2 separate regions of the Danio rerio genome follow, and region 2 is linked to region 1. A link is a contact called in public Micro-C data. All regions are on one chromosome and are shown on one strand. Each heading gives the region's core, a stretch centred on a gene start, on an enhancer-like site or on the middle of the called end of the contact. The rest is flanking DNA. Distances are from core to core; before and after follow the strand shown. Region 1 has its middle 9.0 kb from the start of exoc3l1. Region 2 holds the start of dbx1b (developing brain homeobox 1b).

The links. A called contact is a pair of places that touch in the nucleus more often than the background predicts.
Region 2: a Micro-C map of caudal fin shows a contact between it and region 1, with 5 times the contacts expected there. The contact joins the promoter of dbx1b here to the enhancer-like site in region 1. A contact is called at or near these places in 6 of 18 Hi-C or Micro-C datasets (caudal fin, embryo and gastrula embryo) and 1 of 4 datasets of contacts at active chromatin or transcription factors (caudal fin).

What each region holds. Positions count from the first base shown.
Region 1 is chr25:15,382,514-15,385,427 of GRCz12tu, reverse strand. No RefSeq gene overlaps it. Among named protein-coding and RNA genes, the nearest start is that of exoc3l1, 9.0 kb to the right of the region's middle. Within about 2 kb of position 1,372, at least 36 of the 62 cell types and tissues checked have an H3K27ac peak or open chromatin away from gene starts, as enhancers often do. A contact at or near this core is called in caudal fin and gastrula embryo, where this site is marked.
Region 2 is chr25:15,447,640-15,450,553 of GRCz12tu, reverse strand. It overlaps dbx1b (developing brain homeobox 1b), which reads right to left and starts at 1,530. Exons shown (of 4, transcript NM_131178.1): 1 at 1,085-1,530; 2 at 857-958. The coding sequence starts at 1,445.

The sequences.
Region 1 (2,914 bases), core at 123-2,622:
GTTTAGAAATGTGTTGAAAATCTTCGTTAAACAGAAATTGAGGAAAAACTAAACATGAACAAATAATTCATGTATACAATTATAATATAGAATTTATTTATTACTGTCATTTTAAAATTATTATTATTACTATTACTACTAGACTGATTTATAACTTTATATATAAACATTTTATAATACTAATTATATGATTTCATATTTTAACCAAATCAAACATTTACTGTGTGAGTGTCCAAATAAAGCCATCCTTTTTACTTCATGGAGCTACTATATCAGCACTGTGAAAATGAAGCATTTATTATTCAGATCCGTGTGATCATAATTACTGTGAAAATGCATTGCACATTCATGGGAAAACCCACTTAAATAGTCTTAGATGGCTTAGAGAATTATGAATTGCAAACAGTTTCGCTGCAGGATCCGCGCGGACATTGCCCTCTGCTGGAAGACAAACAAAACACAACATCGGACAAAGCATCCTAAAGTTTCTCATGAACACTAAATTAATACAAGAGGACGATTATTGCTTTAAAAAATAACTGGTAATGCAATTTTACAGCGGTATATTTCATTTTTATAGGAAAATATTTAGGAAAACATATTTAAATTATTTAAGTCTTTAATTTCCATGGTCATTGCTTTAGATTGTTTACATTTGTTCAAAGATCTTAAAATGTTTAATACAGTTTAAATTCAAACTTTAAAATGTGTAAACTTAAGCAAAATGTTTATTAAAATTTAAATGTAAAGTTTAAAATGTGTAAACTAAATAAATAAGTATTTTGTTAAGCAGGTCAGAAGTCGTCTAAGCTCTAATAAAATTGGTTTTACTCATAATAAGCATCTTTCTAAACATTAGTCAACTTCAAACTCGGTAGACAGGACCATTTTTTAAAACAATTCTACCTTTTATAATTTCAGACAGTCATTAGCACAAATAAATGTTAATTAATTTGCGTGAATGCGCTATCGGGGACATACACGGACACTTGTAAACAAATGATCTCCCTCACGCTGCCAAAACGAAGCCGTTCCCTTGAGAAAGACGCTAAACACCGTGTCTTTTCAACTCGACTGCACCGGAATAACGCTATGAATTTAAACGTTTTCAACGGTAAGTCGGTTTCTTGCTCTTAATCCAAACAACACAAACCCGGTCATTGTAACATGGAGCTGTTCCTTCCTTTAGAAAGACGCGGGACGATGGGAATTTGCGAAACGAGCATTATTTTGAAGGTGTCACCTTTTTGCAGCTCATAAAACAATATTTAGGTTGTGCTTGAGCGTTACCTCGCTGAATAGGCGCTATTCATGCGGGGTTAAGAGTGTAGCGTGGGTCCTGTGAGGAGGTAGCGTGGGTCCCTGTGTTTCTGGGAGGAGCTGTCAGGGCTTCGGTGGACCCGGAGAATAGCGGCCCGCCAGAGTCTCTTGCTTGGGTTCGAACTGCGGTGATTTAACTGCATAATCGGATTGAAAGTGAGCCGCGGAATTTATGTCAGTTCACATTTCATCAAACGGCGAGTGTGAATTGAAGTCGACAGAACAGAGGGTTAATCCAGAACTAAAGCCAAAATAATTAGGGGCCCCCGTCTAATCTCCTGCTCATTCTAACACCCTTGAATGACATTAAAATATGGCAACGCTTGCTGTTGGCAGTCAGATGTGTTGCCCAACTTTAAACGGGCCAATCAACGTCTTGCGTGGAGAAGCAGAAGTTTGTTCATGAGATCCAACATAGTTTCGGGTGTCAGCCACAGAAGTGAATGATTCGGACAAGTTTATGATTGCGTGATAAAGTGTTAAGGAATATTTAAAACAGTAAATGAATTTAAAGTGGAATTGGATTCAAGAATAATTACATGTTCTCTATGCAAATTACAAATAACATGTTTTAAGAAACAAAAAAGCGATATTTTAGAAAACAAGCTATGTTTAAGATTGGGGTTGTTAATGTAGCCTACAGCTTTTTTTACTTATTTCCAAAAGTCAATATCATGTCATTTAAATCTCTCAAAGGTTGGTTTTTATAAAGAGTAGGGGAGAGAGGGGACAATAGTACCATTTGTCATATTTTTTAAACGATTATGTTTTCGACAGAAATATATCTTTGCTGTGGTAATTGCAAACTCTCGGGTGGTATTTTGAACACGTTTTACAACTTCTAAATAATTTCAATTTATAGTTAAATAGCACATTATTTCTTTTGACCTGGTCAGCAGCATGGATGAAAGTAACACATGCGTGGGTCGAAAGTAACACAACGATTTTTGCTAGATTTACTGGCTTAATCCTTATTTTTTAAAAATATCTGCCTATGACCTTGTTAACATAAATGAAAACAAATTTTGTTCTTTATTTTCGCAAAAAATATTAAACTGCATTTTTATTTAAAAATTATTTATGAAATGTTTCTAAAGCAACAAAACAATGCAAAATGTTAAAAGTTTTTACAATTTGTAATTTTTTTATTATTGGACATATGCAGTAATTTTCATAAAAGTTTTGAATCAAAACACTGAAAACTCTATAAAAAAATTTTTTACGAAAACGTAAATTTGACATTTTAAAAATGAAGCGTGGCATCCAACCCCACCCCTAAACCCAACTGTCATTGCGGGATAAGCAAATTGTACTAAATTGTAAGAATCAGATTGAACAAATTTACAAATTAGTCACTAAATCAAAATGTTACGAGTTGGTGTGAGTCTGTGAGATTGTGTTGGATAGTTTTGTACCATGAGTGTATAGTTATAAATATATATTTTTGCTAAATTATCTCGTTAAAAGGAAATGTCCAAATTGATCTGCGAAGTACAGTATGTATATATATATATATATATATATATATATATATATATATATATATATATATATATATATATATATATATATATATATATATATATATATAATT
Region 2 (2,914 bases), core at 281-2,780, 65 kb before region 1:
ACGAAAAGCCATTCATACTGCTCAAGTTGTTTTGTTGACGTATTCACAGCGCGGTGAAAAGACTCAGTCTATTATCGTTGGCCTGAATGAGTGCACGATCCACAAGGCTATTTGTAGCCCGCATTCATTGGAGTGATGGACATGAAGCTTAACGCAAAATAGACCCGGTTTTATTGGTTTTATCTGAGGTTTATGTAATAGATTTAGCGTTTATTTAACTGTGGTTGTCAAAGTCACGGAGTACCCTAAATTATATATAACTTAAGCCTATTTTTCTACTTAAGCTACCTAATTAGAGCAACTTACACAATGTTAAGCACTTTTCATGCTTCTACATGAGACCCAAGTTTTGCTTGGACGTCCTGTGAAGACTCCCCACACTCTATGTGGTCTTGTGAGAATATTGAAACACTGAATAGAAGCTAATAGGGGAATTAGTCCATGACTGGTAAATGCCTATCAGCTGCATGCTTAAGTCAACGACCGGTCTGTGTGTGGCTGCCCAGAGGGAGCTGACCAATTGGTCATGGTGCTGAAAGCATTGTTGCCAATCAGTAACTAAGTACACTGGCTCGGTGGGAAAAAGGCAGCAATGAAGAGACGCCAACAGTTTGCTTGTGAGAGTGGACCCGCCTTAAATTGGGACCATGACAATTCCGGCTAATTTGTGGATTAGGGGAAGCGGTGCAAAATGTCAGCAGTCACTGCGTTTGCTAAATAGGGCATCAAATTAGCGAGACTGATTCCACAATGTCCTACAAATTCCAGCAATGCAAGCAGATTCTGAAGGCCCATCAGTTTGACCGAATTAAGAAATGACAGCGATTTTTCTTTCTTTAAATGTCTATTGACCCACCTGGGAAATATGATGCTCTGATGAATGGATGGAATGATCCGTCAAAACAAGGGAAAGGAAATGTTTTTGCATTCATTCCTTGCACGGGAGGTGGTGGTGAAGCTATGAGACAAAATAAAGTGGACTACAGTCAAATGAAATGTACAAATTAAATATGACAAAGCGTCTTAGATTTAAGCAAACACTCTTTGACATTAACAAGTTTTTTATATATACAAAAACCCATACCATTTCGTGTTGTTGACGCGAGAATCGCATTCACTCCAAACTTCAGGTAATTTGGATCGTTGGAAATTGATGTTTGCGGGGAGCTTGATCTTTTTGCCAAAGAAGTAGACATGGCGACGTGGACTGCGGAGGAGGTAGTGTTCAAAGTTGTGACACCTGTTGCTGGAGGAGATGCACTTGGCGACGGGATGCTTCTGTGCATGAAGGCTGCAGGTCTGCTGATCCGCAACAGGTCCTCCACAAGGAAACTCGAGTGCGTGGTGAACGCCGATTGTAACGCTGGAGGCAAGGAAAGAGCCGACGAGGGCCGCAGAAAGCTCGGATACATGGCAGGTGGCGCAATAACACTTGGCAACATCATTGCACCGTTTTCTAGAAATTGACAGCGAGGAAATCACTCTCTCACTGCAGAGACTTGCGTAGATTAGGGTCCAAGAGGGCAGAATGAAGGAGCTCTTGGCCGTCCCTCTCTCTTCCAGGGGTTTTATAGTGGACCGCTGGAGAAGCCTTTTCATGGGTGACAGCTCTAACAATGAAGTTCAACCAAATTCTCCACGTGAGTTCCGTTTACTCTAGAGGCGGCGCGTCCTGATTGGATATAAGAAATTCGGATTGGATTAGACGCCACAAACAAACCGCAGACAACGGCCTTTACGAATAAAAGCAGTGTAGCTTTATAGTTAATTATCATAATGCCGTTACAATGATTGCGATACATAAATAATTAATGTAGGCATTGCCTGAAACCATATAAAATTCACATTTAACTCTCAATAAAATAAACAATACAGGAAACACAGGGTAAAAAAAACAGACCTAATTAAAAAAAACATAATTTTAATATTTTTATTTGTAAGTAAAACAGTGCCAAAATTATTGCATGCTAAGTTAATTATTCTTTAATTATTCAGTGTATTGTTTAATTGTAGTATTGTTTAAAAACATTAATTAAAAGTCAACAGTAGTATATAGCCTAATGCTTCGAACTTTTAAAAATAGAAGATAAATCTTAATTGGCATCAGTAGTTCCACTTAAAAAAACATTTTGAATACTTCGTTGTAAACTTTCTGCTTAGATTTTTAGTGAGAAATGTTTTTTTTTTTTTTAAGAATATTAGGCACAATATTCTTTAGAGAGTTGCAGTTGGTTGGATAACAAAAATATTCCATGACATCTTTTTTTTCAGTATTTCTTTTTGTGTGTTCAAAAAAAACTCGTACGGTTTTGAATGTAGAGCAAATAATGATGGAAATTTATATCTTTGGTTGCGAACTTTTAATTAGATTTTTTAAATAGTAGATTTTTTTTAATATTTAGTATTTAAATATTAGAAAGATAGATAGATAGATAGATAGATAGATAGATAGATAGATAGATAGATAGATAGATAGATAGATAGATAGATAGATAGATAGATAGATGCCATGGTTGACTGAATTAGGCTTCATAGGTCACACACATTTTTGTCTATTGAGTTACAGAGAGTAAAAAAGGGGTATTTCAATGTGTGAGGAGCTGGGTCAGAGAACATGCTGCGCCACACGTGGATAAGGTTTAATGTGCTATGGCAAAGCACAACCTTTCAAGTTTTGCTGCTGAACCGCAGGGGGAAAATGGCCAACGCCTACTGATAAAATATATTATGAAACAAGAAAAAGTGCGAACAAAAGGATTTCTCCTAGGAGGCTTTTATCAGGATAGACGCGCTCTTCTGTCAGATGCGGCAAAAGAGGTGAATCCCGAGGCCTGTGGGCTAAGACCTGTGACTAATTGCGTTTGACCACTGCTCTGTCAGGATTTGTCCCACTAACCATTCATTTTCTTACAGC